Linked DNA regions of Mus musculus: regions 2, 3 and 4 are each linked to region 1. The links are chromatin contacts, called in public HiChIP or PLAC-seq and promoter capture Hi-C maps. All regions are on one chromosome and are shown on one strand. Each heading gives the region's core, a stretch centred on a gene start, on an enhancer-like site or on the middle of the called end of the contact. The rest is flanking DNA. Distances are from core to core; before and after follow the strand shown. Region 1 holds the start of Dicer1 (dicer 1, ribonuclease type III). Region 2 overlaps Syne3 (spectrin repeat containing, nuclear envelope family member 3). Region 3 has its middle 43 kb from the start of Clmn. Region 4 has its middle 18 kb from the start of Clmn.

Region 1 (7,979 bases), core at 2,208-4,707:
TTTTTTTTTTTTTTTTTGGCCTATTAGGTATTGTGATGGTTAATCCTGTCACTTGGTCCTTAAATTATCTAACCATTGGGCAGGTCTGTGATGGTATTTCCTGGAAGGACAGATAAGTGGTGGTGATCTTCCCCTGGAGTCGGCAGCAGTGGGCCAGCCTCTGTTCCTCCTTGCTGGTGAGGGCCTCTACCCTATAGTGGAACTGCTGCCATCAAGACATCCTGAAGCTATGCCATTGACCAAGAATGGATTTGAACTTAGGACCTCTGGAAGAGGTCAGTGCTCTTAACTGCTGAGCCATCTCTCCAGCCTGAAGGAACATTTCCTTATGAACCCCTACCATAGCTACACTTCCAACTTGAAACTTAGAAAACTTGACAAGACTGAGGCTGTGACTCTAGTGGGATGTGTCTGTTATCTCCTCCCATGACAGCTGACTTCATCTGGGTGAGATAGCATCTGCTGGATCACTCTCTTGTAAAGTTATCATTTTTCAAAGAATTCGTAGAGAGATGCTTTGAACCTGAGTTAAGATCTCTCATTCCTCGTTCAATGTTTATCCATCAGATTTAGTAAACATAATTGCCAAATAGATCATTGCTCTGACACAACTCCTTGTAAACTTATTCTGCGGTAAGGAAGAGCTCTCTCTCCTCCTCAGTTATTATTTTTGGATCAGTGTGGAGTCCTGAATATCTGATGGAAAAATCAAAGTTAGCTCACAGAAAATGCACTGCACGGTGCATTGTGCCACTGCTTAATGTGGCTTGAAACATCAGCTCTGAGATTCCAAACAAAATGAGGACTCTAGTTCTTCTACGAGTTTAGATCCCCAGATCAAGAACAAACCAGCAAGTGGAGCATGAACAGATAGACCACTGGGATGGAGACGTTCCGAACCCAGAGAGTCCACAAGGGCTGGAACATGGACAATTGTGTAAGTGTCGGGGATGGGGGTGGGGAATCACTGGGGGTCATGCCTCACCCTATACACTGGATCAATTCTTAGTGTACCAACGCTGAATACGAAATAGTCTCAGCCTGCACATGTGCAACAGAGAGCTGGTGACTCTTGGCAAGCCTGGGGGCTCCTCCACATGCTGTAGACATCTGTTCTCTATGTGTGTGTATTGTATTAAAAGCAAGATGCCGCAACTGTACACGTCATGCTGCCCGTGGCTTTTGTAAATGAAGAAGATAGAGAATAAGTATCTTGGCTTGCTTGTGAAGGCAAGTTTGAAGAACGAACAAGAAACAATGGTTTGCTGTTGGGGCACAAGCGCAGGTGTAGAAGAGACTTTCTTTTTTTTTTTTAACTTTGGACTGTTTATCTTTCATTGCTGCTTATCATAATCCTGAATAATACATCTCAAGTGGAAAAATCCAGAATTCTGAAAGATCAAAGATTATTGAGTCAACTCTAACCACCCCCCCCCCCCCGCCCTGACTGAGCAGGATAAAGCACTTGTGAGCATGCGCTGGACTCCGAGGTCACTGACCAGTAGTCCTGAATTCATATTTCTGAAAGATTAGTCCCAAGGGGGGGGTAGGGATAAATATATATTAGGACTGGAAGACTGAATTGTGGGGAAGAAATTGGTGCATTTTGATGTGTTATTGGTTGGTGAGGGAGGGTCTTTCCAGGGGCAACTCGTGTGGGTTGAGTGAATCATGTGGGAGGAGTCTCTTCTGCAGCTGTGTTTCTGTTAGTTAATGTTCTTGAGAGCAGGACACTGTCCAACTGCATATGTAAACGTGAGCTTTTGTGGATATGGATATATATCATATATACATGCATATATATCACATATATGTATGATATGGTATATATCACATATACCATATACATTATATAGTACATATTAATTATATTATACATTGGATGGTACATATACATTATACATAATATCTAGCATGATACATATATATGATAGATATCATATATAATACATACATCATATACATGATACAAATATAGTATATATATCATATATGTATGTGCCAGGGCTTTGGCATGTAGCTCAGGCTGGCCTTGATCTGTGATTTTGCTATGGTAACCTCCTCCTCCTCATGCTGGGATAGTCCAAATCCATTTTTTTTTTTGAAAGACAGCCGAGGATGTGGTGCACGCCTTTAATCCCAGTGCTTGGGAGGCAGAGGCAGTTGGATCTTTATGAGTTCAAGGCCAATTTGGTGTACAGAGCAAGTTCCAGGACAGCCAGAGCTATACAGAGAAACATTGTGTCGAAAAACAAAACAAAACAAAACAAAACAAAACAAATGGACCATATTGCCTCCAAGTTAAAGGTAAAGAAATCAGAAACATCTGCTAATGGACAAGGAGTTAGTCTTTAAAAAAATATCTTTTTTTTTTCCCGAGACAGGGTTTCTCTGTGTAATAGCCCTGGCTGTCCTGGAATTCACTCTGTAGACCAAGCTGGTCTCGGACCCAGAAATCCGCCTGCCTCTACCTCCCAAGTGTTGGGATTAAAGGCGTGCCCCACCACGCCCGGCGTGGCACACACGTTTAAACCCAAAAATTGAGAGGCAGAGGCAGGCGGAGTTTGAGGACAGCCTGGTCTACATAGTGAGACCTACTTTCGAAATAACAGTAATAAAAAAATTGAAACAAATGACACTAGTATTTATTCAAATAAACAAATCACTTGCACTTATTAAAGATTAGCCTTAATTTGGAGAGGTAACAACCACTACGTGGGACTGTTGGACATAGTTCAGACGGACAGGTAAGCGCTTCCAGTGGCTGAGAGAAGCCCGGGGCTAGAAGCGTCCATCCCTCACCTGGAGTACCAGTCTATTCCGGAGTCTTTTTCCAAGATGCCTACACGGAGGTGGGGGAGGGTCCTACACTAAGATGGTTTTCTTTAAGTCGGTCTCTTTACTCCTCTGATCTCAGCAAGAAGACGCAGCAGAAAGCTCAGCCTTATAAAACCAAGTTTGCACGCCGCGGGCATTTTCTGGTTATTCAAGTTGGTTTTGAGGGCTGCCCAAAGAGATCAGTTCTTTGGACCAAAAGAGCGGTGCAGCGGGGCTTGCGGATGGGGGCGATGTGTGCCATCATCAGGAAGGGAAAGGAGCCGGGAGCTGGGACTGCGTAGCCCCAGCGGCGCGTTCAGGATTCCGGCCGGCCGGCAGGCTGGCTGACTGCGTTGCAGAGCTCGGTCTTCGCATTGGGCCTCCGACGCGGCCTCGGCCCGAGTCTGCTGTCTCCCGGCTTCTGAGTGGCTGGGGGGCCGGGGTTAACCTTTCACCTCCGCGCTCCGTCCAATCACAGGACGGCTTTCATGCGGCCGCGGGGCGAGCGAGCGAGGGGGCGCGGAGCGGCGGCGCGACGCCGGTGGGATTCTCCAAGCCGCTGTGCGCCGTCGCCGCGGGCCGAGCGCGGGCTGCGGGCGAGCAGGGCGCTGCGCAGTCTCCGCAGGCGCGGGCGGGAGGGGTCGGGGCGCGGCGCGGTGCGGCGCGGGCGGCTCCGGGCCCAGGTGAATGGAGTAACCTGACAGCGGGAACGAGACGACGGCGAGCGGCAGGAAATGGCGGCGGCGGCGGCGGCGCCGGGCGGCACCGGGAGGCCTGGGCTGTGACGCGCGCGCCGGAGCGGGGTCCGATGGTTCTGGAAGGCCCGCGGCGCCCAGTGCTGCAGGTGAGGCGGGCTCCCTGCTGGGCCGCTTTGTGTCCGGGCCCGGGGGACGGCGATGCCCGGCCCGCCTCTTGCGCGAGGCCCGCGCGGGCGCCGGGAGCAGGCCGCGACGCCGAGCCCGGGCAGAGAACTGTCCACGCGGGCCTCTCCGCACCCCCGCCTTAGGAGGAGCGGCCTTTGACAGGTCCCGTTCCGCGTTCGAAGCCCGGGAGAAGACAGGAGGTATCCACGCGGGCCGGCGTCTCGGGAGCGACCCGGGCCTGCCAAATGGCGCGGGACCCCTGGATGCCTCCGAGGATCTGGAGGGGGACAAGGCCTCAGCGAGGTGCGGGCTGGAGCCCTGGGAAGGACTGTTGTGTGTTTATTGGCAGGTGACCAAGGCTGGCCCTAGGGGGTGGGTGGCCCAGGCCATGTTTTGTGCCCCTCCCCTTTTAGGTCGTCTGGACCTTGCGAAGAAGGGTCTTTGCTTAAGGGGCTTTCGTTCAGCCAAATCTGTGTGCATCTCCAGCCAGCACACCAAATTGGTGTGGATTGCCTAGCAGAGATGAGCTGCCCTTGTGACTTTGCCTTCAGGACAGAGCCAGTGTCCTGAAGACTTGCCCAAATGGATGACTGGGAGTCTATGATCTGTAATAGTCCTTGCTTTTATGAGTAGACTTGTGATTAAAGGGTTAGTTACCGATATATGATGCCCTAAGTATTATGGTGATCAAGTGTTGAAAGACGTCATCGGGTGAAAGAGACTTACTTGGGAGTTCGCTCCTGAGTTTCTGAATCTTTGATTGTTAGTTTTCTGAGGAACCTCACTGTAAGTCAGTAGGAAAGGATGCAGTTCAAGAGTTAAGCAACTTGAGATATGTTTTTCAAACCTGTTGTAAAGTAGGATCGCTGAGTTGGAAATTCATTGGTATAAACATTTTAAGTTTTCTAGGCAAAAATTTTCATGGTAACCAAGGACCTGAAATGTAACCGAAAGGTGAATACTGGGTGAGGCTTGTAGCAAGCAGTAGTTTGGGTGTTTTTGGAAATATCTTTTTGATATCTTTGGGGACTGAGTTCTGGAATAATCTGTTTCACTTTTCAGGCTACCTGTGAAACATGCAGTGTGTAATATAAACAGTGCACAATATCATGACTGGAGTGTATTTTATAGAACTGTCAGCACCAAGGGCTGCTTTTAGTGATCAATGTAGTAGCCTAAGTTTGTGAATTTACACGTGGCTCCAAAAGATGACTCGGTTGGCTTTAACTGGGTGATAAAAGACCTTGCAACTGCATTAATAATGTAGTTGTCTTCCTGTCCCACACTGAGCACTGCATTATGGCAGTGTTTCTGGGCAGGAGTTGTATAGCTAGGCTGTTTGTCTGTTGTTGAACTTTCTTGTTTTGGTTTTAGAAGGTATTTTTGGTGTAGTTCATTTCTGTCTTTCTTGAAAGAAACTTTTAGGAAGTTTCTCTCTCAGCCTCTGGGGTACCGGAATTACAGGCATGCACCACCAGGCCTGACTCTCTTGGTCCTGATCAGAGAGTGGTTTCGTGGTGTTATGTATGAGTGCGTCTAGGTGTAGCTCTGCTTTCTAGGGAGGATAACGTGTGTAGCATTGTGTCACAGCATTGCCACATCTGACTCTCTGACCAGTCTGATGCCGTGAGATGGGGATGTCATTTGAGCAGGTGGGTGTGCTCTCTAAGGATTGCCTCTCTGCAGCCTACACCGCTTATCCGTGGCAGGGAAGGAGGACATTTGCTAAATCTCATCAGTCTGTACCAAGACGTGTCAGGCTCTTTTCTCAGAGTCTCACTGAATGAATTCTCAGTGCGTTCATGCAGCATCCTCCTTCCTGGTTGTACACACGAGGGAAGTGTGACTCTGATGATTTCTTCAGCGTGTGAGGCTGCCTGAGCCTTGACTGGATCATGCTCTGCTTTCAGAGCCTGCCTGCCTGCTCCTCAGGGTGTGCTGTCCAAGTGGATTTAGGCAGACAGCCCAACGTGGGATCCGTCCTCAGTCAGTACAGTGGCGTGAGTGGAGAAGCACTGTCCCACTGAGAGAGTCAGGTGACTTCTGCTTGTCTCAATGTGTACAGTTGTTTTAACATGTGACAGCATACTCAGGATTGATGCTTCGGCCATGAAGTGTACAGTGCAGCTGCTTTCAGGTTTGCAGGTCTCACCACTGCCCTTCTCCAGACTTCTCCCTCACTGGGACACTTTGACCACTCAACACTGAGCCACATTCCGCCCTTCATTCCCAAGCGACCCCCACAGTTTCCTCGTTTTCCTTGTCTTTGAGTTTGGCCGTGCTAGGAACCTCTTGTAAGCATGGACATGAAGGATTTGTCCTTTGGTGCTGGTGCCCTGACACCTAGCATACACCTCTGTCTTCATGCCAAGTGCATCTGTCTCCTCACTTTGAAAGACTGAAACTCTTGTATGGTCCCTAGCTTATAGCAACAGCTTTTAGCCTTAAGATGTAGGAAAAGTACAGTTATAGTAGGCCTTTCTTTTAATTTTGAAGTTTCGCTTCTCTTTCCTGCCCCAGTCAGCTATGTGATCATGAGGTGTAGCCTGGGATGCCTTACATCCTGCTTCGTTGTTCAGCCAGAAAGTTTGACAAGCTAAGTATACATGTTCCTCAGTTCTGTGTTCAACTTAGAAGTGGCTGTCTAGGGCCCCCAGTGATGGAGGAGCACCTGTGTATGCCTTGTTCTGATTTTCCAGCCATCTGTGGATAGCAGCTTCCATCTTTTGATTTTTGAATAGTTGCTGTGAGGATAGATACTCATGGGACCCTTTGAGACCCCACTGTTGTCCCTTCTTTTGGCATATACCTCAAAGTGGTCAGGTTGTTTGTTCATCAAAACACTAGGCTCAGGTTCCTTCCTGATTCTTAATTTTCTACAAATAGTTCTTCAGTGTCAATAAAAGACTAGAATCTTCTCCAAGTCCAGGAGTTACTGATTTTTAGAATCTTGGTTCTTATCACAGTATGGCAACCAGGGATTCTTATCACTGAGTTTGTTCAGTGGATCAGCAGGCTTATTATGTCCTAATGGAGGCAGAGGAGGGGGCTGCGAAGGTTTCTGTGTACTTTGTGCAAATAGAAAGTTTAAGCTGGGTGATTATTTTGTTTACCTTAGGCTTTGCTGTTTGAGTTTAGCTCATCCTGAATGCCAGAGGGGTTGTGTGTGTGTGTGTGTGTGTGTGTGTGTGTGTATGTATGTGTGTGTTGTGTTGGCTTTTGCTTACAGATTTCCTTGGAATATCTTCAGAGTAGGCTGTACTCTTGGAGGCAACATTACTTTGGTAGTGTTCCACCTCTAGTCTGTGCTGCTTGGTCTTTTTAGCACTGTTTCCTGATTCTTTGATGCTTACCGATATTTCTTTTAAAGAGACTTTGGTTTTTAAAAAGTTGTACTCATAGATAAACATTTGTATAATAATTCTGTGTTCTTTGAGAAGGAATGTAGACCGTTCTTACACTAATAAGAAGGTGTTTTTAAGATCTGAGATTAACAGTGCAGGCTTAGGACAGTCCATGGATGGAGGACTAGGCGAAGAGCTTCAACAAGGATAATTCACAGCTTTGAGCACCTTAGGTGCGTTCACTTGTTTGTTTTAATTTGCCAAAATGCAAGAGGAACTCAGGGTAATTTCGGTTGCATCGATTAATGAGGAAGGTGTACCCGTTAGCCAGGAGAAACAGATCTTCTTTTTCATCAACATGGGTTATTTGTTTGGATTCTTCAACACCATGATGGTGGTCACGAATGGAGACAGTGTTGACCCTTACGCATGATGACTGTGCCTCCCATTCCGTTCTAAAGAAACCCTGTCAAAAGCATGAGGTAGAGTCAGGGAGCAAGAGTAAGCCAGGCTTGTGTGGTTCAGGTGATGTCATTGCCACTGGAGTTGAAGTGTCACTTGTAGTGTGAAGGCCTTGACTGAGGGCAGATGACAGTTGGTTGAGGAGTAGAGGCAGTCAGAACTTTGCAAACAGTGGTAATTTTGCTGGCCTTCAGGAGTATGCATTGGATGAGTGCTTGTGTGTTAGTACGGACCTGATAAATAAAAGAACCCAGAGAGAAGAGTGTATGCTTGAGGTGTAGCTAGAAAAATGGGAAATTTTGGCCATGTGAGAAAGCTTTGTTGAATTGCAGGTCCACAGTGACTTTCCCACTTCTCTAAAATGGCTGATTAATTGGTGCTCCTGATCTGATAATCAGTTATATGCTACCAGTCAGTGACTGGGATGACCCGTGGGTCATCAAGGATGCCCACGTAGCCTTTAGGCGTGGGGCTGCTGACTGCTGAGTCTTGC
Region 2 (7,979 bases), core at 3,706-6,205, 230 kb before region 1:
AGCTAGAGAGTGGGCTGATGGCACCAGGGAGTGAGATAGAAGATCTCTGGGAAATACTTCTCTCACCTGCAGGTGTTGTGTTACTTGCCCATCAGTTGGTTAGCTTGACAACCTACTGACCAACTGGATACTGGGCAAGAGGCTGTCAGAAACTTCTAGAATCAAATTGCTCTGGCCTCTGATTCTGGCTCTTCAGACCGGTGAGCTGGTTATTTAATATTTCTGTGTCTCATTTCCTTATTCATAGCAGAGAACTAATTATGGTACCCTCCTCCTGAAGATTCACCCCAGAGCGGTGGGAGCCGCTGCAGACAATGGCTGGGGTTGTGGTGCGGAACAATGTAGCATTTAACACAGCATTTTAAGGCCACGCTGCAGCTGGTTTTCCGGCTCAGGGCTAAGACACTTTGTAACATAGTTGTAACGTGGTAACAGCAGCACAATTAGCCTTTAGAAGGTCAGACAGAAGATGTTAATGATAGTGCTTCATCCTTGGGGCTGCAAGCATTTCTGGCTTTTCCCCTTGTGAGTCTGTTAGAGATATATCCTGAGGGAACCAAAGTGCCCCTTCCCCTAGCAGCAACCTTCCCACTTAAAAAGCTCACCGGTCTGGAAGGGCCTGGGAGCCGTCTGGGAACCATTGGTCCTGGTTTAGCAGTGAAGAGCTCACCAGGGAAGGAGCCTGCATTGGGACCGGCGTCCCCTACCTGTAGCCAGCAGAAAGCTCTTACTTGTGGGTGAACAGAGCATTGTCTGAAGGCCTCTGGTTCTAGCCTTTCTCAGGCTGCTTGAGCTGGTTGAAAGTGTATATATCATGGAATCAAATAGGCAGAGAGCACATTCTGAGGACCTACTAAGTGCTACCAGGGGAGAGATTTCTGTACTCGTGGCCAGATCCATCATCTCTCCATTCACACCTGTGTAGGAGTACATGCCTTCCAGGTGTTGGAATCAGCAGTCCAGGCAAGGCCTCGTGTGTACTTAGAACCTCAGAGGCACACTCGTGCCTTCACAGGCTGAGCCCAGAGGGCTGGGTAGCAGGTTGTTGATCTCCAGTGTTGATGCTGTTTGTGGCAGCCACAAAGACTACATGACAGTCCAGGTCCTATGGAGAGGGCTGAGGGGCCTGCAGGAGAGTGAGACAGGGCTTGTAGAGAGATGCCTTTTGGCACTCAGCCTGCCTCATGCACGTTGCCTGGTTTCATCCTCAGAGAGCCACTTAATCAAGGAGTTGACAGACAGCATCCTGGACCTTCATTAGGTTCTTGATGGCCCCATGTCTCTCTATCACTCAGCTTTGCCACTCCAGGGCCTTCAGCCAGTGCGTGGAACTAGCACATTGAAGAGGGTAGAGGGTGGAGAGCCTCTCGGCCGTGCCTGCTGGAGTCTGTGAGCTCAGAAGCCCAGGAAGGGAAGGAATACTGGAACACAAGTATACAAATCAGTCACACGAGGCTGGCCTGGTGATACCTGCGTATAGTGCCAGCTACGCACGAGGCTGAGTCAGACGGATCGGTTGGATTGAGCGCAGGAGTTTGAAACTGGGCAACAGAGCAAAGTCTTGTCTTGTGAAATAAGGAGTGATGTGGGTGAGAATGAGTGCGTGAGCTGCTATGTCAGAAGAGTCTCAACGGGAGGCATACAGTCCATGGTCACTGTGACTGACAGCTCTCTGAGGAGGCATGGGTTTCAAGGGAGAGGCCCAGGAAGTGGCTAGCTGGCCAGGCAGGTCTAGTGGGTTCTGGGACTTTCATTATATGGGCAAAAATCTTGCCCAAGGAGACAGAGCAACTGGGGATTGGGCCAGCGCTAACTTGGCATGTGCCTCGTTTTCAAGGACCAGATAATAGCAGTGAGTGCTAAACTCAGGGATGCTGGGGTTGACAGGTGCCTGATGGGGGACAGGATGTGACTTCCTGGATGACTCCTCCTTGCTGAGTCAGGTCTTCACAGGGAGGGTTTCCAGGCCTGGGGGTGTGGGGGGGCGGGGGGGTGAGGGGATGGGGCTGGTGAACCATCCTTCAAGCCAGGCAGGCCCTTCAACAGTCATTCTGCAAGTACTTGGACTCCTGACCATTCTGTTCCCTGCTGAGGTGTAGAGGGAGGGTAGATCTGCTTTCCCAGAATTCCATTCTCCCCACATTGTAAGAATGGCCCTGGGTGGTACCCTAAGTAAAGGTTTCGGGCCTTGTCTCCTCCCAAATGGGACCCTGTTGGTACCTTTTCCTCAGAGTACTTACTGAGCCCCACAGGGATGAGAGAGAGACAGCTTGCTGTGGGAAGAGGCAACAAAAGCTGGAGTTTGAGAGTTCTAGGAGGTCTGGGTCTGGGAGACATATTTGCCACAGGGAGGTGACAACAGGGAGCCCTGCCATCTGGGAGAGCAGCCAGCACCTCAGGTGACCGTCAGTGCCTCTGGGGAGATGGAGAACAGAACTCAGGAGTATTAATTACAACCATTAGAATTTAGAGCCTGGCTATGCTCTGTCTTCCTCTAAAAGAGGAAGCCAGCTCTGTGTTCTGGAAGAGAAATGGCTGAGGCAGTGTGGGGCAGAGTGCAGGGAGTCAAGGTGGACTGCGATTGAGTTGTTTCTATCCTCAGCCTCTCCCCCACAGCTGGGATGAGCCCTGCCCTCCTGCAGCCTTGTTTATCCTGAAATGCTCATTAGTAGTTAGATGTGTACATCTACAGCCAAAGTGATGGCTCATGGAAGCCAGGCAAAGGCTTGTAAGCCCAGTGGTGGCGAGGTGGAAACAAGCAGAGTCCAGGTCTCACTGGTTGACATCCCTGGAGAATTCCAGGCTAGTGCCTACAGACACAAAGGTGAGTGGCCCCAGAGGGTTGTCTTCTGGCCTCCATTGCACATGTATACACACACTTTCTCTTCTCATCACCCCCCAAACCCCCCACAAACAGAGGGAAAAATTCAACCAAGTTCCAGGCCAGTGAAAGACCCTGTTCTCAAAAACCAAGGTAGATGGATGGCTCTTGGAGAACAGTAAGTCTGACCTCTGACCTCTGGACTCATATATGTGCACACATGACCATGTGCTCACATACTCTCTCACACACTCGTGCACCTTTATATATCACCCCCGCTTCTCTCTCTCTCTCTCTCTCTCTCTCTCTCTCTCTCTCTCTCTCTCTCTCTCTCTCTCTCTCTCAGCTCCTTTCAGTCTCTATTCTACAACTTATTTTTGTATCTGGGTATGTTTTGCCTGCGAGCATATCTGTGCATGCAGTACCTACAGAGGCCAGAAGAGGGCATCTGGTTCCCCAGAACCGGACTTGCAGAAGCTCACAAGTCTCCATGTGGGTGCTGGGAATCTAACTCTAGTCAGTCTGGAAGAGCAGGCAGAGCTCTTAACTGCTGAGACATCGTTCTAGCTCCTGTCTCAGTATTTCAGAAACTGATGGGTGAGTTCTGGCAATTTGGCTCAGCAGACTTCCAGAGGCTTCTGAAGGGTTTGAGGGTAGGTGCACCTGCCTAGTTGGTCTTCAGAGGTGTGTGTGTGTGTGTGTGTGTGTGTGTGTGTGTGTATCGCCACCTTCAGTGTGAAATACAGATACTTAACATGTCTTCTTTAAAGTCCGGCTGTGTTGAGTGGCTGGTATCAGCCTCAGATGGGACAATTCCACATCTCAGCCAGGCCCCAATGGTCCCAACACCCACCTCAGCATGCTCTGCCTACAGCAGATAGCTAGTCCCATGCCTGCAGACCACCTCTGCCTACTCTCTGTCAGCAGCTGGCCCTGTGTGCAGGAACCCCTAAGAATCCCTGTGATTGGCACTCCTCCTGTGCAAATTGCACCCAAATCCACAACGCTATGGTAAAGCCTCAGCGCCCCATCCTGCACCAGCCGTGCCCTAATCGGCCCCCTGCCTTTGAGTTGCCAATGCAGAGTTTCCCAACTCTTGGTATCCCCTAGCCTAGGCCTATGGCTAGAGAGCTTGGGACTGCTCCCTAGAGATGCTATGGTGTAGCCAGCCTCAAACTTGCTTTGTAGCCGAGGATAACACGGACATCCTGAGCCTCCTGCCTGCATCCCCGAAGAGTTGGGAGTGCAGGCATACACTGCTGTGCCCGGCTCAAATGCAACTTCAAACAATAGCAACAACAAAAATCTGAGACTAAGGATGGTGGCATAAGCGTTTCATTCCAGCTGGCACAAGGCAGGGGCAGGAGCAGGGGCAGGGGCAGAGAGGCAGAGAGGCAGAGAGGCAGAGAGGCAGAGAGGCAGAGAGGCAGAGAGGCAGAGAGGCAGAGAGGCAGAGAGGCAGAGGCAGAGAGGATATCTATGTGTTCAAGGCCAGTCTAGTCTATGTAGTGAGTTGCAGGCCAACTAGTCTCCATAGTGAGTTCCAGGGTAACCAAGGTTACATACCTTATCATTGATGGCTGCATCAATGGATCTGGAAACCGTGGGCATGGAGGGCTGACCTCACAGCTAGTTGACTGAGGTGCCAGTGGAACCTGCCCTGCCCAAAACCTGTGTGCATTTTGCACAGTCCCTGAGCCTGTGTGCTACTGTTTTGTTACCTTCAAGATGTGATAAAATGTTCCATACTTTAGAGGCTGCTGCCCTGGAGGGGTGTGAGGTTAACGGGGCAGCACGCAGGTGCCTGGCTCAATAGCTGGTTCACGCTTTTCCAGAGTCCTTGGCCCTCCTTTTTTACACTCCATTCCTAGAATCACCTTCTGTAAACATGATGAAAGAGAGGCCAAGGACCATCCCCTTGGCAGTCTGGGCAGTGATCTCTTGGTCGGTCGCATCCTCCGCCATCCCCCTTAGCCTGGAGGAAAGGAACCTTCCCACTGCACGCTTGGAGAAGCTTTGGGATTAAAACCAGCTGTGGTGCAGATAATTAAATTCTGTGTATTCAAGGCCAGAGGGAAGGAGAATGGAAGGGTGGGAACCATGTGTGGCAGGAAGGACTGAGTCACTGCTGGGGCTGGTGAGTCACAACGCAGGGAGCATGCCCCTTAGGACTCAGGATCAGTTTGTGGTGGGCCAGCTAGGGTGACTGGGCGGGAACGCTGGGATGTAACCTCTCAGAAAGCCACTGCAAAACCTTAGCTCTCCTCATCATGATCTCTCCACACCTTCAGGGTTCCTGAACGAAGTGCCAGTAGATGAGATGGGAGGGCACAAGGGTGAGAGCATCCAGTACAGGCAGTCTGAGGGGACCTGGCTGCCCCCATGGAGCATGTCCCAAACTCTAGGTTCTTGAGCTGAGACCCAGGTCTCTGAAGATAGCTCACACAGGGCTGACTGCCCCAGTTCCCCACATCAGTTGGCTGCTTTCAATGGGGCCGCAGCCCAGGCAGAGGCAGGCAAGGCAGGCTGTGTAGCACTTGGGACTAAAAACAAATGGCTTAAATCCAGGCTGTCCTGGGTTCAAGACCTGTCTGTGCTACTTGCAGGGTTCTTAGTATCCGCGAACCTCAGTTCTCTTATCACCACAGTAAGGAGAATAGTGTGTGCCTGTGTGGATCTCTGTGATAATCTGTAATAATTGAATAAATATAAATCCTTCCTCTGGAGCAGTGCTTCTCAACCTTCCTGCTGCTGTGACCCTTTAACACAGTTCCTCATGCTGTGGTGACCCCCCCCTCCCAACCATAACATTATTTCATTGCTACTTCGTAACTGTAATTTTGCTACTGTTATGAATCGTAATTTAAATATCTGTGTTTCCTGATGGTTCCAAAGGGCTCATGATCCTCAGGTTGGGAGTTGCTGCTATGGAGTCAGGCACATGAAGGATGTCCTGGAAGTGCTGGCTGCGGCTGTAACCACTGTGAAGCTGGAATTACCACTCCCGGGCCGGTTCTTAGGCTTCTCTGACTCTGTTTCCCTCACTGCAGAATAAGGCCGATAATGCCAGAGTGTGCTTTACTTTGAGAGCCCGACTTTGCCCCTTGCATTATTTGAGGGGGTACGGCCGTGTTTTAGGCATGTCATCAACAAGATATGGTTCAGTTCTGATCAGGGTTCCATGAGCCCTGCATCTCTGGAGGGCAAGCAGTACTGCAGGCTATGCCCAGTGGAACCTTAGAAAGGGACATTAGGTAGGTCGGTCTGTCTGTCTGTCTGTCTGTCTGTCTGTCTGTCTTAGTTTGCTTTCAATTGCTGTGATAAATACCACAACCAAAGGCAATGTGGGGAGGAAAGGGTTTATTTGACTCACAGGTTATAATCGTAAAGGAAAGAAACCAGGACAGAACTAGAAGCAGAAACTGATGCAGAGGCCACAGAGGGATGCTGCTCACTGGCTTGCTCCTCATGGCTTGCTCAGCCTGCTTTCCTATACCATCCAAGACCACCCGACCAGGGTGGACTCTCTCCCCTACATCAATCATTAATCAAGAAAATGTCTTGCAGACTTGTCTACAGGTTAATCTGATGGAGTCATTTTTCTCAAATAAGATTTCCTCTTCCCAGTTGTCAACAAAACAAAAAAAACCCAAACAAACAAACAAAAAAACAACTGACCAGCACAGAGGGATTAAGGCTAGGGGCATGGTGCTTTACCAATAACACCATAGAGCCAAGTAGGGACTCTCAGCTTGAAAGAAGGAAGGGAGAGGAGGGAGATCTGACTGACCCCAGGAGACAGGACTTGGGAGCCAAGCTGTCAGGAGGCCAGGTTAGGCATTTTTGCCAATGCCAAGAACCCAGCCCTTCCTGCAAGACTAGCTCAGCCTTTTGCTCTGGGAGCTAGACTTGGGGTACAGGGATCCTCCAAATGGACAGTGTGCTTCGCTCTGGCCCAGCGCCCTCCTATCTGCCTCTCCCCACCCCATCTGTGCCTATGTCATTGTCTTAGCTAGGGTTTCTATTTCTGCGATGAGACACCATGACTAAAGGCAAGTGGGGAGGAAAGGGCCTATATGCACTGTAGCCCATCATTAAAGGAAGCCAGGACAGGAACTCACACAGGGCAGGGTCCTGAAGACAGGAGCTGATGCAGAGGTCATGGAGGGGTGCTAACTTGCTTTCCATGGCTTGCTCAGCCTACTTTCTTAAAGAACCCAGGGCCACCAGTTTAAGGATGGCACCACCTACAATGGGTTTCCCCCTCCTCCATTAATCACTAAGAAAATGCTCTATATCTGGATCTTACAGAGGGTTCCCCCCACCCCCCGCAATTGAGTTTTCCTTCTTTCAGAAAACTCTAGCTGTGTCAAGTTGGCATAAAACTACTCAGCACAGGGATGGGGGAGCCAGCCTCTGAGGGCTGCACTGCCCAGACTCCTGTGTGCTGGCTTCTGCCAGGGCTAAGCCAGGAGAAGGCTGGGGTTTGCTCCAGTAGCCTGTCCTGCTGAGTGGCCTCCTGTAGTTACGGTGTCTCCTTTGGGCTCCAGTGCCTGCCACCTCCACCCCATGTCTGATGGTATCACCATCTCTTTTTCTCTGGGTCCCTTTTGTCCTATGGTGGCTCCTTGGTCCATTACATCCATATAGAAATTTTAAATTACCTCTCTGTAAACTGTTCGAAGGACACCTAAATCACAAATATGGATTGAAAAAGCAGTCAAAAACTAGAAGAAAAGGATGCTTATTAATTTTGAAAGCTAGAGCACATGTAAAAAATTTACTTAAGATTTTTTAGAATCTACTAGATTCTTCCAGAACATTAAAAAAAATATTTTGTTTTTGTTATGTGTGTTTGTGGTATGTACACGTGAGTACAGTGTATGTGGAGGCTGAAAGGGTAGGATTCCTGGAACTGGAGTTACAGGTGGTTGTGAACTACCCAGTGTGGGTGCTGAGAACTGAACTCAGGTCCTCTGCAAGAGCAGTATGTGCCTTTAACCTCTGAGCCATCTCTCCAAACCCGGAAAGAATCCTTTTAAAACTTTATTTAATTTTATGTTTTTAAAATTGACACTGAAGCCGGATGTGGTGGTGCATGCCTTTAATCTCAGCACTCTGGAGGCAAGGGAGGCAGATTTCTGAGTTTGAGGCCAGC
Region 3 (7,979 bases), core at 2,549-5,048, 160 kb before region 1:
CCCAATTTCTCACCTTTAAAAGGAATTCGGTCCTGACATGGTGGCACAGACCTGCAATCCCAGCATGAAGGATGCTGGAGCAGAATTTTGAATTTGGGGACAGCCTGGGCTACATATATAAAGAGACCCTAAAGTGGGGGTATCTCAATGCCTGCCTTGTGGGGCTCTTGTGATTTATAATCACCAAGAACAACACTGCTGTTGCCACTTGAAATGCTGGCTTCCGCTGTCATCAGCTTCAGGCACAAAGAGCAAGGATATGCCATCAGACCTGAGTCTGTGGTCTGATTCCATTGTTAGTGGGTCTTAAAGGGTATGCTGCGTCCCCTCCCCACCCCCACCCGCCCCCAAAATCCCAAAGCATTGACATTGTAACCCAGTTCTTCAAAGGTGATAATATTTGCAGAGTAGGCTGAGCTCTGAATCTGTCATTCCTGGTATCTTCAAGAAGATGGTCACGTGACAATGGAGGCAGGTGTTGGAATCCTGCATACAACCAGGGACCGTGAGCCACTTGCAGAGGCTTGGAGAGAGTTGTGGAATGGAGTCCCTCAGGAGAATTGAGGCCCAGTGATGCCTTGGTTTAGATGCTCGCCTCCTGACCTACACAGGAATAAACCCCCATTGCTGGAAGCCAGCCAGTTCCATTTGTTAACACCAGCCTTAGTAAAGGAAGCACACTTGTCCCAGCTGTGGGATCCTCCGGTGTGCCCAGGGACAGGGACTGTGCAGCTGTGGGATCCTCCGGTGTGCCGAGGGACAGGGACTGTGCAGATGTGGGATCCTCTGGTGTGCCGAGGGACAGGGACTGTGCAGATGTGGGATCCTCCGGTGTGCCGAGGGACAGGGACTGTGCAGATGTGGGATCCTCTGGTGTGCCCAGGGACAGGGACTGTGCAGATGTGGGATCCTCTGGTGTGCCCAGGGACAGGGACTGTGCAGATGGAACGATGGTGTCTGGTAGGTGCTGAATTAAGTTTACTGAAACCTGAAATTCATGGAACCTTCAGAGAAAGGAACACAGAAGTGAGAAATTCACAACAGATCCAGCCAGCTAGAGGAACCCACCATGGCTCCCAAGTGAGGAATTCTTGTTTCTAGACAGCATGTTGATCTTAGCACACAGCACAGAGTCTCCAGCAGCAGCTAGCACATAGCTGTCTCTGGAATTTGCCATGGTGGGAACTGAGGGAGAAATGTAGGCCTAGTTGGTTGCAGGAGGCCTGGGCCTTGGAGGGACTGAGCAGGGTGCATACAGTCTGAGCTTTTACACTTCTGTCAGATACCATGAGGGCTGTAGTTGTGTTGGCAAAGGCAGGAAGGACTCTAGGGAGCGCCGGTCCTGAAGGCAGCGAAAAGAACCAAAATGGACTCGAACAGTCATCCAGGAAACTCCCCTTCAGACCAGCTGAAGGGCTTGCAACTCCCAGCAAGCTCTCTCTCCTGAAGCCATCACCCCCAGTTCTAGTGTGAGAGGTGGGCCAACTGAGGTAAAGCCAAGGAAGCTACAAGAGGTGCAGGGTGAAGGGAAGGTACCCCCACCACGGAAGGCCTCACTGGGGGCCAGGGCAAGCAGAGGGGGAGGGAAAGAGATTTAGGGATCACTTTGGAAACAACAGGTTGCTTTCAGGCTTTTGCTATCGGGTAGGCCATGCTGAGCACCAAGGGGCACCTCTCTCTCTGTGTCCATACCTCCACCCAACACAAACCGGGAGCTAGGCTGCTAGAATCAAATGGCAGCCCACGCTCAGCCAGTGTCAGACCCAGGATTTGTTACTAATTCTTCTGTCCTTGGATCCCTGGGGCGTTCAGCTTCATGGTGGAAACAGAATCCACCAAGCTCATAGTGTGCCCACTTACATCCCACCCACCTGTGACCTTCCGGAGGCCACCTTTGTTTGTTTGGGCGGTTACACTTACAGGAAAGCAGATGCCAGCCCTGGAGACCAGCTAAGCATCCTAACCGTAGGTGGGTTTACACTGTCCCTGTCCCCCAGCCTGAAAGGTCCCAGACCAGCATCTCCTAAGAACCCTCAGGGTCTTCCCCCCAAAGATCATGCCCTGTATCTGGCCCCTGTGGCCCTCAATCCTTTCCCTTGAGTGACGACTGACTATATGACATGCTCCTTTCACCTCTACCTCAATAAGTGCTGAGCCAGCAAATACAAATGTCCTAGCTGTGTACACCCCATGCTGGCCATCAGTGAGGGGTGTGGGAGATCAGCCAGGCTTCCCAGAGGAGGTAGCGCCTGATGAACCCATGAGTCGAGTGGCATGTTGACCAGACAACATCTTAGACCTGAATGACACTCTGTCACTGTTGTTGTTATAGAAGGGATAGAAGATTGGAAGAAGCCATGATTGCTGGTGGTCCCATTGCTTCTAACCAACCTGAGTCCCAGAGGCTGTTTAGCTTTCAGGAAGATATTGGAATTAGAGAGGCATCAAGAATTGTGATACATATATACACATATTTATTATTACATATAGCATATAATAATATATAAATATGTATTTAGATATTCATATATTTGTATCGTATGTATAGGATTATATCATATATATCTATATATGTGATATACAAGAATTATATGAGGGTAGATACATAGATACATAGATGTATACACTGATAGATGATCAATACATACATACATACATACATACATACATATACATGTTCATGTGAGTAGGTGTATGTATATGCATGTGTGTGCATGTGTGTGAGTGCATGCGTGTGAGTGCATGTGTGTGTGCATGTGTGTGTGTATGTGTGTGTGTGTTTGTGGTGTGCTCACATGCGCACACATGTGTCTAGGCTGGATAACAATCTTAGATGTCATTCCTCAGGAGTTTGTTTTCTGAGACAGTCTCTCACTGGGCATGCAGCACACAGATTAGGTTCGCCTGGCTGACCACAACCCCCAGGGATATTCAGGTTTCCCTCCCCATTGCTGGGTCACAGGCACAGGCAGTCACCATTGCCTTCCCCCTCCCCCCGCCCCCCCCACATGGGCTCCAGGGATTGAGCCCAGGAGCTCACACCAGCAAGGGAAGCTCTTGACCAACTGGATTCTCTCTACAGCATATTTTAGTCAAACGGAAACTACTGGACTGACTGCTCAGCATCTTCGGAGCATAGACAGTGTTCTGCTATCCGCCTCCACGTTGTCATGGACCTGGGGCTGGAGTTGAGGCTTCTACCCTACCCCATTGCACACCCCACCCCCACCCCCAGACACACAAGGTCTTTCTTAGGTAGGAGACAAAGGCTCAGAAAGCTCTGGGCCTGAACCTGTTTTACCACATTTGGCCTCAGTAGGCTGGTCTCATCACTAGTCTCTGATTCTGGGGTTGCTAAAAAGAAGCCCAGAAGCGCTCTATGTGAAGCCCTGTGGGAGCCTACAGAGGGTGAGCGATAGATAACCTCGGGTTCCCTCTTCCCCTGGCTTGCTTTCAAAGCTGGTCTGTCTTTATTCTGAAGAACACAGCATGGTACCTGGTACCCAGATGGAGCTGAAAAGACGCCCTGAGGACTGATCTGACCCCTGGGAGGCCAAACACCCAAAGGACCCGGTGGATAGCTAATCCTATTTTAAAGCCTTCTGCTTCCCTGATTAGAGGCAAAGTAGGATGCTGAACTTTCCTGACCCCTCTTCTCCCAGGAGGCTGTAAATCCTGCCAACCGGTGATCAGATAAAAAAAAGAAGTTTTCTTGTGAAGTTTTAGCGTCCTCTTAGACAATAAAGGCAACTCTTTGGCCCCCTCACCTCATTTCATGATAAAGTCAGGCCTCAGTGCAGGGCAGATTGGAGATCACAGCAACAGCTGTTCGAAGGCAGAAGATAACGGGCTTTGGAGAGGAGAGCTTCAAAAGACAGACGCCGGACGGGTTGGACTCTGCATGGGATCCCAGCTCGGTCACAGCCCCCAATTAACTTCCTTAGCAACACAAATCTGATTTGGGCAACAAAAGGGGAAATTAAAACCAGACACTGACATGAAAGGCTGTGGTCTGTTTGGTTTGTGTGCGTGTGTTTGTTCATGTTGGGGGCCTTTTCACAACAAGAAATAAGAATGCCTTCCCGTGAGGAATTCTGCTTTCGACAAGGTGAAACTTCAGGGAGCCGTTGTTCTCAGTGGCTCATTTTGTCTTTTTACAGCAGCGGGAATATTTTGCCGAGGGACGTAAAGTTTCCATTCTGTAAGCAGAAGACTCCTAGGATGGATTCTTTCTTCTTCGTCACTCTCCTCCTTTCCTCCCTCCCCTTCCCCTCTTTTTCTCCCTCTCTCCCTCACTCCTCCCTTCCCTCCCTCTCCCCCTCGCTCCTTCTCTCCTGCTCCCTTCTTCCTCTTGCCTCTTTCCTTCTGTTCTTCTCTTTCTCCCTCCCTCCCCCTCTCCCCTCCCCTCTTCTTTCTTCCTTCTGTTCCTCTCTCCTTCCTCTTCTTGGGTTTCACATATCTTCCATCTCACAACTTAGCCAAGAATAACTTTGAACTTCTGATCAGCCTGCTTCAAACTTCCCAGTGCTGGGATTATAAGTATATGCCAACACCAGTTTATCCCCAGTCACCAGCACAAATATAACACATAGCAGATGTTTGCACAACATCTGTCTAATAAACGAATTAACTCATATCCTCAAACATACCTGTGAAGGGTTAAATAAAAAGGGCCCCCATTGGCTCATGTATTTGAATGGTTAGTCATCAGGGAATGGCACTGCTTAGAAGGATTAGGGGTGTGGCCTAGTTAGGTGGGTGTGGCCTAGTTGGGGTAGGAGTGGCCTAGTTGGGATAAGTGTGGCCTTGTTGGGATAGGCGTGGCCTAGTTGGGGTGGGTGTGTCTTTGTTGGAGGAAGTGTGTCACTAGGGGTGGGCTTTGGGCTTTCAGAAGCCCAAGCCAGGCTCAGTGTCTCTCTTCCTGCTGCCTGTGATTGTATATGTAGAATTCTCAAATTTCTCCTGCACCTGTCTGCCTGCAGGCTGCCATGCTCCCCACCATGATGATAATGGACTAAACCTCTGAAACTGTAAGCTAGCCCCAATTGTTTAATTGTATAAGAATTATAATTGTATAAGAATTACTATGGTCGTGGTGTCTCTTCACAGCACTAGAACACTGACTTCGTTATCCATAGAACAAACATTTTAGAGTTATAGTAAGTTACTATAACAAAACACTACGGACGGAGCGGCTTATGGACAACAGAAGTTTGTTTTTCATGGTTATGGAGGCTGGAACTCAAGGTCCCTAACAGGTTGATTTCTGGTGAGAACCTTTTTTCTCACTCTGAGCTCACATGGAAGGGGTTAAGAGTCTCTTCCTGTCCTCCTCTTTGAGGTACTACCTCATGACGTAATCACTTCCCCCTCTGTGACAGCTTGTACCTAGAGTGTCCCAGAGGCCACATTTATAAGCTTAGTCCACAGGTTAGTGCTGTTAGAAAGACTGGGGGAATTTTTAGAAGTCGGACCCAGTGGAAGGTCTTCTGCTCATTGTGAGTGTGCCATAACAGGGACTGTGAGACACTGGCCTCCCCTCTTTCTCTCTTTCACACCCAACCTTGAGGACACTTTTTAAAAGAAGAGAAGAAATTCTTTGCTGAGACAGTGCCCTGTACACTGAAGGTCGCTGACCAAAAGGAACTAGCACCTAAGCATGACGTTTCAAAACCCTCACCTTCAGGGGAAAATGTACTAGCTGGATGTAGTGGCATTACACCTTTAATCCCAGCACTTTGGAGGAAGAAGCAGGAGGATCTCTGGGTTCAAGGCTAGCCTGCTCTACAGAGTTCCAAGACAGCCAGGAATACATTGAGAGTGTTCTGGAAAGCTAAAATCAACCAAAGAAAGGAAAGAAGAAAGGAAGGGAAGAAGGAAGGAAGAAAGGAAGGAAGGAGGGAGGGAGGGAAGGAAGGAGGAAAAGACAGAAGGAAGTAAGGAAGACGGAAGGAAGAAAGGCAGAAGGAACGATGGATGGAAGACAGAAAGAAGGAAGGAAGGAGGAAGGGAGGGAGGGAGAGAGGGAAGGAAGGAAGGAAGGAAGGAAGGCAGGAAGGCAGGCAGGCAGGCAGAAGGAAGGATGATGGAAGACAGAAGGAAGGAAGGGAGGAAGGAGGGAGGAAGGAAGGAAAGGAAGGAAGGAAGGAAGGAAGGAGTCCCTCTGAGTACCTAGCAACACAGAGCACATAAGGAAAGTGGTGTTGCTGCCAGGTCATTTTTCAGCAGAACAGTCTATGGCAGAAATGCAATGCCTTCGTCCACATGCACAATGCAAGCAGGGGAAGCGGTGTCTGAGAAAAATGAGTTTCCAGAAGGGGAATCGTGTAAAGACTAAACAAAGTCACCAACAACCTGTGGTTTGCAGATGCCATTGCTGCAGAGTTGTCCTGGGGAACCTGACAGACAGGAGGGTGCAGAGGGCAGGTGACCAGTGACCCAACACAGGACCATGTGGTCACACAACACAGCCTACAACGAGAGTTATAGGTGGTTGCTTGGGGTGAAACACAGGGACTCATGCGTGCTAGACAAGTACACTCTAAGGACTGAGCTACAGCTGGGGGATGTAGCTCAGTGGTGCAGTCCTTGGGTAGCCTGTATGAGGTCCTGGATTTAATCTCAAGCATCAGAAAAAAACAAAAATCCTGCAACCATTGAGTTAAAGGTACACTGACAACTGGGCCTCAGACCCAGTGGTGACGGTATTACTGATGTCACAGGATTGGGTAACCATGGAGGGTTGAAAGTGTAACCTTCTTAAGGCCTTGGCCCTCAGGATGCCTGACATGAGGAAAGTAGATGAAAGGAAATAACGGAAGCAAAAAGAGCTCCCTGTTAGTGGACAGCATCACTCTGGGGTCTATGGCAAACAGTCCATCGTGGTGGGGACCATGTGGTGGCGTGGAACTGCTCACATTGTGGAAGCCAGGAAGAGGCGGGGAGGGAGAGAGGGAGAGGGAGAGGGAGAGGGAGAGGGAGAGGGAGAGGGAGAGGGAGAGGGAGAGGGAGAGGGAGAGGGAGAGGGAGAGGGAGAGGGAGAGGGAGAGGGAGAGGGAGAGGGAGAGGGAGAGGGAGAGGGAGAGGGAAGCAGTCCTCGTCATGTACGGCCATCTCTTAAACTCCCTGTCTCCCTGTAGTGTCACACAGAGGAAAGGAAGGAAGGGGGAACTGGGGCAGGCAAAAGCTTTACTTTGATGGCTGGGCAGGCCTTGGGACCGACCATTCTACATCCTGAAGAGAGATGCCAGGGTCCCAGGGTGGGGGGAGGGGATGGGGTGAGGGTGGTTCACACTCGGAAAATTCCAGCATGAAGGCACAGGTGGGGTGTCGGAGAATGTGTTCACAGATCTGGGGTTAAGTGTGTGCGGTACTGTGACATAACCAGAGATATATCTAATGTTTACCCACGGCTCCGATGGGGTTCAGTTCACAAGAACTTTGTTTGGTTGAATACCAGGAGGTTTCTGTTGAGAGGCCCATCCAGAGAAGGCAGGGAACTTGGTCCCTTCCCTGTACCTGGCCCTGGGTGTCTCTTCCACCCATTCATCCACTTGTGTCTGGTGTTCCATCCTTTCTGACCCATGGCTAAACTGTTTTTCCTGAGCTCTGTGGGCTCCTTCAGAGAAGTGAGTAATCAGCTCAGATCAAATCAAATCTCCTTACAGTCATTCAGTCGGAACCACAGGTAAAAACAACACAGGCTGGTGATTGTCCGCAGGAAAAGGGGTGGCCTCTGGGGACCAAACACTCCCCCCTGTGGTAATGTGACACTCCCTGAGTAGCTGTGTTAGGGTTGGGTTACAGAGTGCCCAGCTGGTGTCTGCTTAAGGCTGACGTGTGGGAAACCACACACACAAACACATGTCTGATGCCAAAGGTCCTGTGAGAAACAGCGGGACGACAGAAAATGGACTCACTCATGACAGTGTGGACAGGAGTCCAGAGCAAAGATTTTTGCAAGAAAAGAGAGGTGTCTG
Region 4 (7,979 bases), core at 3,642-6,141, 130 kb before region 1:
GTGTACATGGCCTTCCTATTCTCTGGTTTAGTCGTCATTTCATAATGCCTCTTAAAGATTGACATCTCAGGCTGGAGAGATGCTCTTCCAGAGGTCCTGAGTTCAATTCCCAGCAACCACATGGTGGCTCACAACCATCTGTAATGGGAATATGATGCCCTCTTCTGGTGTGTCTGGAGACAGCATACTCATATACATAAAATAAATAAATCTTTTTAAAAAGTAAAAAAGATTCTCTCTCTCTCTCCCTCCCTCCCTCCCTCCCTGTATGTCTTGTTCATATACACTTGTGTGTGTGGGGGGGGGGGGAGTACCAGAGGAGAAAGAACCTCAGGTACTGTCCTTCTATCTTGCTCTTTTGAGCCAATGTCTCTCAGTGTCCTGGGACTTGCTGACTAGGCTAGGCTGTCTGGTTGACCAGTCAGCCTCAGAGATCTGCTTATTTCCACAGCACTAGTGTTACAAGCATAAGCCACCACACCCTGCTTTTTTCACAGATGTCCTGGGGTTTGAACTCTGGGCCACACGCTTGCACAATCCTCACTTTACTGACTAAGCTGTCAGCGCAACCCACCCTTCCTTCTGGACGAGATCGTGTACCCCAGCTGAACTCGAGTTTTCGATCTTCCTGCCTCTGTCTCCCGAGTGCTAGATTATCGGCTTGCAATTCCCTGGAGACTTCTTCCGGGTGAGTGAACTTACCCTGCTGTCCCTGAAGCTGGAGAAAGCATGTGTCCCACTGTCTGAGGCCTTGCCACTTTCAAATGAGAGAGAAACCACCCTCCACATGCTACTCTACCAGCACCCTCCCACCCCGTCAGAGGGTGAGTGGGCTGTGAGGAGGATGGACTCCCAGCTCTATATTTGCGGATGCTCCAGGCTTTTGCCTGTTGTCTGTGCTTTACTGTGAGTGAGCACGGGGAAGATTAGGAAATCCAAGCCCATCATTCTTTCAGAGTCCTGCCCAGAGCATTCGGTCTGAAATGTAGGAGACAGAGGACTCATGGGAGCCCTCCACCCAGGGCCTTCATAGACACAGATGGTGACAGCTGAATCTAAACACCTGGAGATAACGCCCTTTCCATTCAAAGAATGACATTACCCAACCAAGTGACTAAAACCTAGTTTGCTCAGTGATTACGCCTAACGATTCCTATCATTACCTGGGTAGACACAGCTCTGACTAGCCTTCTGCCCTTGCTCTGAGCTTTCCAAAGCCTTGTGGTTTCATGCTATCCCGCCTGTCTTGGGGCCTTGTGGTCCATTACCACGTGGAGGATGCAGCCTTCCTCCCAGCCCCAGGCAAGTCTTGCTCACCCTGGTGAATATTCTCTCCTCCCTAGACTATTCCTGAGCCCTAGGCTCCCTGCCTTTTTCCTCTTCCCCTCACAGTGTGAATTTTATCTGTTCTCATGGTCCCTCAACACACACACACACACACACACATTCAAACACACACACGCTCTCATACACACATGCACAACATGCACATAAACACAATACAAACAGGACTGTGCACATGAGGCAGCGCACTTTCTTCATGATACTCAAAAAGTAGAGAGAGGCAAAGGCCAGCAGTCCACAGTCCAGTTGTCTTCTTATGAGTTTCGAATCAGTGAATAATGAACGGATGAGGGCATCAGTGAGTCAATCAACTCATTGATCACCAATGATCACTGGGTTGGGAGAAGTAGAACTTTCCCAGAGAACCTGGCCCTTTGAGGCTACCTCAGGTGAGCAATGTTAGTGGGGGTCACAGTGATTAAACTAAGCTAGGGAATTTATCAGCATAAAACTTAATCCAGCTCGTTCTACCCCCATCAACCCTGAGCTGTGGACAAGATGTGTAATGGAAGATGGGGGGCTCACATTAGGTCATCACAGCACAGCATCCCAGAGCCTCTGCTCACAGAAAAGCCTGTGTTCTGGGTGCTGATGACTCTCCTTCGTTCTCTCCTGGGGTTGCCAATCTTGTGATTCCTGAAGTACAGCTGGTGGGGTCCCAGTGGCTGTGGTATGGGGTCCTGTAGGGCAGTGTGCACGCCCTGCCTCTGACAGTTTGTGAATGGGGTGCATTGTGTCTTACCTAGAATCAATAATCGTCAGACTTCCGGTCTACAGTATCGATGGCCAATGTTCATCTCCTCTTCCCGGAGCAGCTGACACATTTAATGGACATTTCCTCCGTCTCCAAGTACATCCTTCACTTATGTTCTGGCCTCCCCCTCCTTGGCTCATCAGTCTCTCCGCTCCTCTCCCTTCCCCCCTTCTGAAGTGGTTAATCTTCATTATCAACCTAAATGGATTCAGAAGCCCCTAGGGGGCTGCGGGGGGTGGGGTGGGGGGTGGGTGGGACCTGTCCTAAGTGTGGATGGCTCCAGATGTAGTGAGAAAGGAAACAGGAAAACAATGGGACACCTGACTTCTAGCTGTTGCCTCTCTGATCTCTGAGCACAAGAAGAAACTCCTGCCACTCTTCCTCTGCCATGATCTCTGCCTCACAGCAGGCGTGAATCATGGAGCTAGGCAATAGCCGACTGATCCCTTTGAAACTGGGAGCCAAAATACAAGCTCTCTCCCTCAAGTTGTCTTGGACGTTCAGACACAGCAAAGAGAACATAAACAAAACCAGAAAACCTAACACCTTCCCAGTCGCTCCCTCATCTCTCCAGTACCTTGTTTTCCCCTCCCCTTCTCTTCTCTCCCTCCTCCTTCCTCTCCTCTCTTCTCTCTCAGTGACCTTATCCATCCTCAAAGCATTTGATATTACACGTACGTACGTACACTGGTCACTCTCAAACTCTTTTCAGAGCTTCAGTCTCTCGAAGCCTGCCCGACTGTCTCCTTTGGTTGGAAGTGCCAAACTGAGCGCACAACTCCTTTTGCTTGCTTCCTGACTGACCCACCCCAGCTGCTGGCCTCGCCTGCCTCAGTGTTAATCTAAATATCCAGGCCACCACCATTCTTGCCTCTCGAATCCCTCTCCCTACATCAGCAAATTCCACAGGCAATAACTTCAAAGTATCTCTGGAATCTGCATTCTTTTCCCTACCCCTACCCTGCCCACGTCACTATCAGTCCTTGCCTGGATTTATTTCTTCACAGGCCTCTTCATTGCTCCACCCGGCCCCATTTTTTTTTTTCCACACAGCAGCTTGGGTGATCCTTCAAGACTGCAGATGACATCATGCCTTTCTTCTGCTTAGAACTCTCATCTGAGTAAACATCTCAGGATGTAGCTCAGTGCTAGAGTACTTGCCTAGCACACAGAAAGCTATCCATCCCCATCACAATACACACAGATACACGCACACACAGACACAGATATAAACACATGGACACACACACATACACAGATACACACACAGACACAGATATAAACACATGGACACACACACATACACAGATACACACAGAGACACAGATATAAACACATGGACACACACACAGACACAGATATAAACACATGGACACACACACATACACAGATATACACACACAGACACAGATATAAACACATGGACACATACACAGATACACAGATATAAACACATGGACACACACACATACACAGATACACACACAGACACAGATATAAACACATGGACACACACACATACACAGATACACACACAGACACAGATATAAACACATGGACACACACACATACACAGATACACACACAGATATAAACACATGGACACAAATACAGGTATACACACAGACACAGCTATAAACACACACAAAAACACACACTAGCTATAGCTATATACACATACACACACACACACATACACATACATACCCACATACACACTAGCTATGGCTATACACTCAGATATACACAGACACACACAGGCACACAGACAGACAGACAGACAGACAGACACACACAGGCACACAGACAGACAGACAGACAGACACACACACACACAAACTAGCTATAGCATTACAGATGAACCCAGACACAGATTAGATGAACCAGCAAACAGAAGAGAAGACTCTGTCTTCATCAGTGAAAAGTCCCTTTGATAGAGTTATAATTGGTGGTGATGGGCGGCAAGGAGATTTGAGGGTGAGTTTAAAGGAAAGAGGCCAGTGTGGAGACATGCTTCGGAAGGGTGTCACTTGTCTCCACTGCATCCTTTTGCTTGCTCTCCTGTCCCTTTCTTCCAGGCTGCCAAAATGAGCAGCTGCACCCCACCAAGCCCTGTCACCATGAAACCCTTCCTGCAGACCCGGAAAGCTGATCATGAAAGTGTGAGCACAAACTCCTCTTGGCTCTTTTGAGTTGACTTTTCAGATGTTTAGCACAGCAATGGGACATTGACTGGCATAACCCACGGTCACATGGCCTTTTATTACTGTAATCCGCCTAGTCAGCCTTTCACACAGGATTTCAGCTCTCCGAGGGCAGCCTCCTCCTGTTTACCTATTCCTTGCCACACCCAGAGCCTAGTACAGCAGCAGGCATTTCTAAGACTCTCCCATTTGAGCAAACCCACTTGCCCTCTCCTTCCTACACACCCACATGAAGAAACTGTCCCCAAAGCCACGTCCTTTCCCATAATGACCAAAGTGGGGCTAGCACAGAAATGTAAAGCGGTGCCCATCAGATTGGTGGTGGGAGAGAAAACTAAAGCCAAAAAATGGCTAATCGCTGGGCTGTCACACCAGCTCCTGGGGAAAGGTCATGGGGGTGATGATGGTTGCTGTCTGTCTGTTCCCGGAGATTAGTCTGGGATCTCACAGAAAAGACTGTGTCCCAGGCAAGAGAGAGCCACGTCTCAGTACAGCACAGAGCCCTTTCCTTGGTGCCAGCTGCACAGAGTGGTGAGGTCTAACTGGCCAAGTGCCTTTGTGCTGAGGCTTGTGTGGGGCCCCATGACATCAGTCCTTGTGGAGGCAGCCAGGTAAACACCATCATTATTGTTTGCTGAAGAAATTGCCAGCTGAGCAGTGTGGGGCTTGCCCAAGGTAACTGAGCTAGAACTTCTGTGTTTCTCATCCCCCCTTAAATGGATGGGGGTCCTCAGAGAGCTGGAAAGCCTGTAGGCACACTTGCCTCTCCTCCATCATGCCAACAAACACACCGTTCTTACTTTGTGTGGTTCTGACCCCAGCTCTCCCTGAAATGCTTAAATACAGATGGAGACTGTCAGGTTCATATGTCAATAAAATGTGGGTGTGAATATTGTGGTAGAGGGTGTGTCACTTTTTAAAGGGGACAGGGGACATGGTCACAGAAATATTTCAAGGGAATTTACATAGAAGGAAGGGAATTAAAAATAGCCCTGGCTTCTACAAGGAAATGGAGGCATGGTTTACAGTATAGTGTACACATAAGCTTCTGGTAGGACGAGACAGGTGAGTGTCTCGTGTCAAATTACCTCACACAGTGCAAAGGTCTTGGGGTGTGTGCCTAGCTCAGCTAGGTCCCCAGTGTGGCGGGGGAAGGGCCAGACCAAGACACAGCACAAGTCATTCAGGTTGCCATCACTAGCCTGGCATGGGGTGTGTGTGTCAGGGGGACATGAATCCATAGTGATGGAGATCAATGAGGAGCCAGGTAGATGTGTGGAGGCCAGCAAGGGGTGGCCACCATTGTCCTGGGAGAGATGGGGGCAGCACAGTCAGGCTACCGGTTTTATTTGATGTTTATGTAAAAGTGGTGGCTTAATGTGACACAAGTGGGAAGTGAGAGAGGGGGAAGGGGACAAAGGCTTCGGCTGGGCTGGCCAGGACGGTAAGCCCCACTTCTCACGCTGTGACCCGAAAATACAGTTTCTCATGTTGTGGTGACCCCTCAACCATAGGATGATTTCGTTGCTACTTCATAACTTTGCTACTGTCATGAAACATGATATAGATATCTGTGTTTTCCAATGGTCTTTGGCAACCCCAAAGGGGTCGCAACCCACAAGTTGAGAACCACTGCTCTGGAGGAAAACCCCTGGCAATTCTAGGGGACTGGACAAGCTGGCTAGGTGTCGTGAGGACAGTTGCTATCTATGACAGCCATGTTGTTTGGGGCACACATCAGTGTGTGGTAAGGCCACCAAAACCCCCGAGCTTGGCTGAGGCGCACTAACACCGTGCTTCATTCTGACAGGGCTGTGTAAGGGGAAACCTAGCAGGAAAGGTGGGCTTTTGTTATGCACCCAGAGTTGGGGCTGTGAAGAATAGGGAGAAGTCAGCCCAGTTGCATTTAGTGCTATAAAGCCTGTTATTCTGGCACCTTAGGAGGCTGAGGCCAGAGGGTTGCAAGTTCAAGGCCTGCCTGGAGAACTTGGTAAGGGATCTGGCTCACAATAAAAAGTAAAGAACAACAAAACATAGAGCTCAGATATAGCTGAATGATAAGGTGGAGGCCCAGCATGCACCAGGCTCTGGGGTCTCTCTGCTCCAGAGGCTGCGGCCTCCAGAATGGGCCTGAGGAAGTTCCCTTGCCCAGAGCCTGTCCTTCCTCCGTAACAGCTGCTGCCTGCCTCATGTAGGCTGAGGAAGCCTGGTGGCAAGGTCAAGGCCACCCTGTCCCTTGGAGTAATTGAGGATGACAACAGTATTTTGCGTCTCACGGAGACTAGTGGAGATCAAAGGCAGCATGAAGGAGCAGCTGCGACAGGCTGGAATTCCCTGGCAATTCTGAAATTACTGAAATTGGCCACAGTTACGACTGGTTCCATGAAGACTGCCGGCTCCCCGACACTGAGGGATGAGGGCCTGACAGCGGGGTGAGAGTGGTCCGAGGCGCGCCTGGTGGAAGCTTGCGCTAACCAAGGTTCAGACTTCAGGATGGATTACAGGTCCGGAGATGACTAAAATGGAACCTGGGAGCCTTCTTGGGGATAGAGAGGAATTAGAGGACCTTGAAAGATATGTGAGGGGAGGAAGTGAGTTCCAGAGACTGGCTGTCATGGTGGCTGTGTTGGCCTCTCAGTAGAGGTGCCTGTTGGTTCTCTGCCCCAGGACCCTGGCCAGAGGGTCGATGCATGAACAGCTTGCCTGAGAAAACCACTGACCAAAGGACTGTGAAAGGAAGCAAGCTCTGAGCCCCTGCTGTGTGACAGAGGCTACTCCTGCCTTACCAAGGATGGGATCTGAGGGACCGGTGGTAAAGAATTCAGGCAGCCTGAAAGTGACTTTCAGGTCAACTCTCAGGCTCCAAGGTCCCATGGTTCCAACCAAGGCTCCAAGCCAGCCTGAGGCTGCTCGCCCCACCCCCATCTGCTACCTCAGATCCTGAAAGAGTCTGCGAAGGGAATGTTCCTCACAGAATGTCCCTGTTCCGTCAATATGGCACCATTATTAAGTAAATGAGGAAGCTTATTTAATTGAGGCCCCAGAGTTTGCTTTTAAAAGTACGTGATGAATTGAAAGCTTGAATAGCGGTGTCATTCGCTGACAGGAACAATCAAGATATCCCATTAACTCTAGGCTGAGAGGATGTGTGGCTGTGCTTTCGCTGGATGCCTTCGTGGAGGGAGCATAGACCTCCCGGGCTGCTCCGTGGTGTCAGGCCAGGTGCCATCCTATCACAGGCTCTTGCTGTGCTTTCACCCCTCTTCAAAGGCTCTCCCTGTGGCAAGGCCGCCTCCATCACTGTTAGCAGGATGATGCGAAGAATCACTTCCTACTCTTCAGGGTATGGCAGGCCCAAGAGGCCCCCCATCAGGGTAATGGAGCCTTGGGTAGAGGCATGGGGCAGAACAGGCCCGGAGGCGGGAACCCTTGGGAATGTTTCCAGGGTCACTGCTCTGTCCTCTATTGGACAAGTCAGCTTCTTGCTTTTTTTTCTTTTTTTCTTTTTTTGGTTTTTCAAGACAGGGTTTCTCTGTGTAGCCCTGGCTGTCCTGGAACTCACTCTGTAGACCAGGCTGGCCTCGAACTAAGAAATCTGCCTGTCTCTGCCTCCCAAGTGCTGGGATTAAAGGCATGTGCCACCACCAAATGCTAGTTTCTTGCATTTTTAACACTGC

What was found. Promoter capture Hi-C pulls out the DNA fragments that hold promoters and counts their contacts. HiChIP or PLAC-seq counts read pairs in DNA pulled down with a chosen protein or histone mark.
Region 2: a contact with region 1 is called in a promoter capture Hi-C map of cranial neural crest. The contact joins the enhancer-like site here to the promoter of Dicer1 in region 1. A contact is called at or near these places in 3 of 39 promoter capture datasets (the C10 cell line, cranial neural crest and liver), 6 of 115 datasets of contacts at active chromatin or transcription factors (embryonic stem cells, extraembryonic endoderm stem cells, forebrain and 3 more) and 1 of 9 other capture datasets (liver).
Region 3: an H3K27ac HiChIP or PLAC-seq map of differentiating embryonic stem cells shows a contact between it and region 1, with 2.3 times the contacts expected there. The contact joins the enhancer-like site here to the promoter of Dicer1 in region 1. A contact is called at or near these places in 7 of 39 promoter capture datasets (the 3T3-L1 cell line, 3T3-L1-derived adipocytes, cranial neural crest and 4 more), 5 of 484 Hi-C or Micro-C datasets (cranial neural crest, embryonic fibroblasts and embryonic stem cells), 18 of 115 datasets of contacts at active chromatin or transcription factors (SST interneurons, bone marrow-derived macrophages, craniofacial prominence and 10 more) and 1 of 9 other capture datasets (embryonic tail).
Region 4: an H3K27ac HiChIP or PLAC-seq map of extraembryonic endoderm stem cells shows a contact between it and region 1. The contact joins the enhancer-like site here to the promoter of Dicer1 in region 1. A contact is called at or near these places in 4 of 39 promoter capture datasets (the SN4741 cell line, cranial neural crest, liver and 1 more), 1 of 484 Hi-C or Micro-C datasets (embryonic stem cells) and 6 of 115 datasets of contacts at active chromatin or transcription factors (bone marrow-derived macrophages, embryonic stem cells, epiblast stem cells and 1 more).

The regions. Positions count from the first base shown.
Region 1 is chr12:104,747,430-104,755,408 of GRCm38.p6, reverse strand. It overlaps Dicer1 (dicer 1, ribonuclease type III), which reads left to right and starts at 3,457. Exons shown (of 27, transcript NM_148948.2): 1 at 3,457-3,661.
Region 2 is chr12:104,980,582-104,988,560 of GRCm38.p6, reverse strand. The region is part of intron 2 of Syne3 (spectrin repeat containing, nuclear envelope family member 3); the gene reads left to right. Among named protein-coding and RNA genes, the nearest start is that of Syne3, 14 kb to the left of the region's middle. Within about 2 kb of position 4,955, at least 124 of the 459 cell types and tissues checked have an H3K27ac peak or open chromatin away from gene starts, as enhancers often do. A contact at or near this core is called in trophoblast stem cells, where this site is marked.
Region 3 is chr12:104,904,135-104,912,113 of GRCm38.p6, reverse strand. No RefSeq gene overlaps it. Among named protein-coding and RNA genes, the nearest start is that of Clmn, 43 kb to the right of the region's middle. Within about 2 kb of position 3,798, at least 28 of the 459 cell types and tissues checked have an H3K27ac peak or open chromatin away from gene starts, as enhancers often do. A contact at or near this core is called in differentiating embryonic stem cells, where this site is marked.
Region 4 is chr12:104,879,158-104,887,136 of GRCm38.p6, reverse strand. No RefSeq gene overlaps it. Among named protein-coding and RNA genes, the nearest start is that of Clmn, 18 kb to the right of the region's middle. Within about 2 kb of position 4,891, at least 29 of the 459 cell types and tissues checked have an H3K27ac peak or open chromatin away from gene starts, as enhancers often do. A contact at or near this core is called in extraembryonic endoderm stem cells, where this site is marked.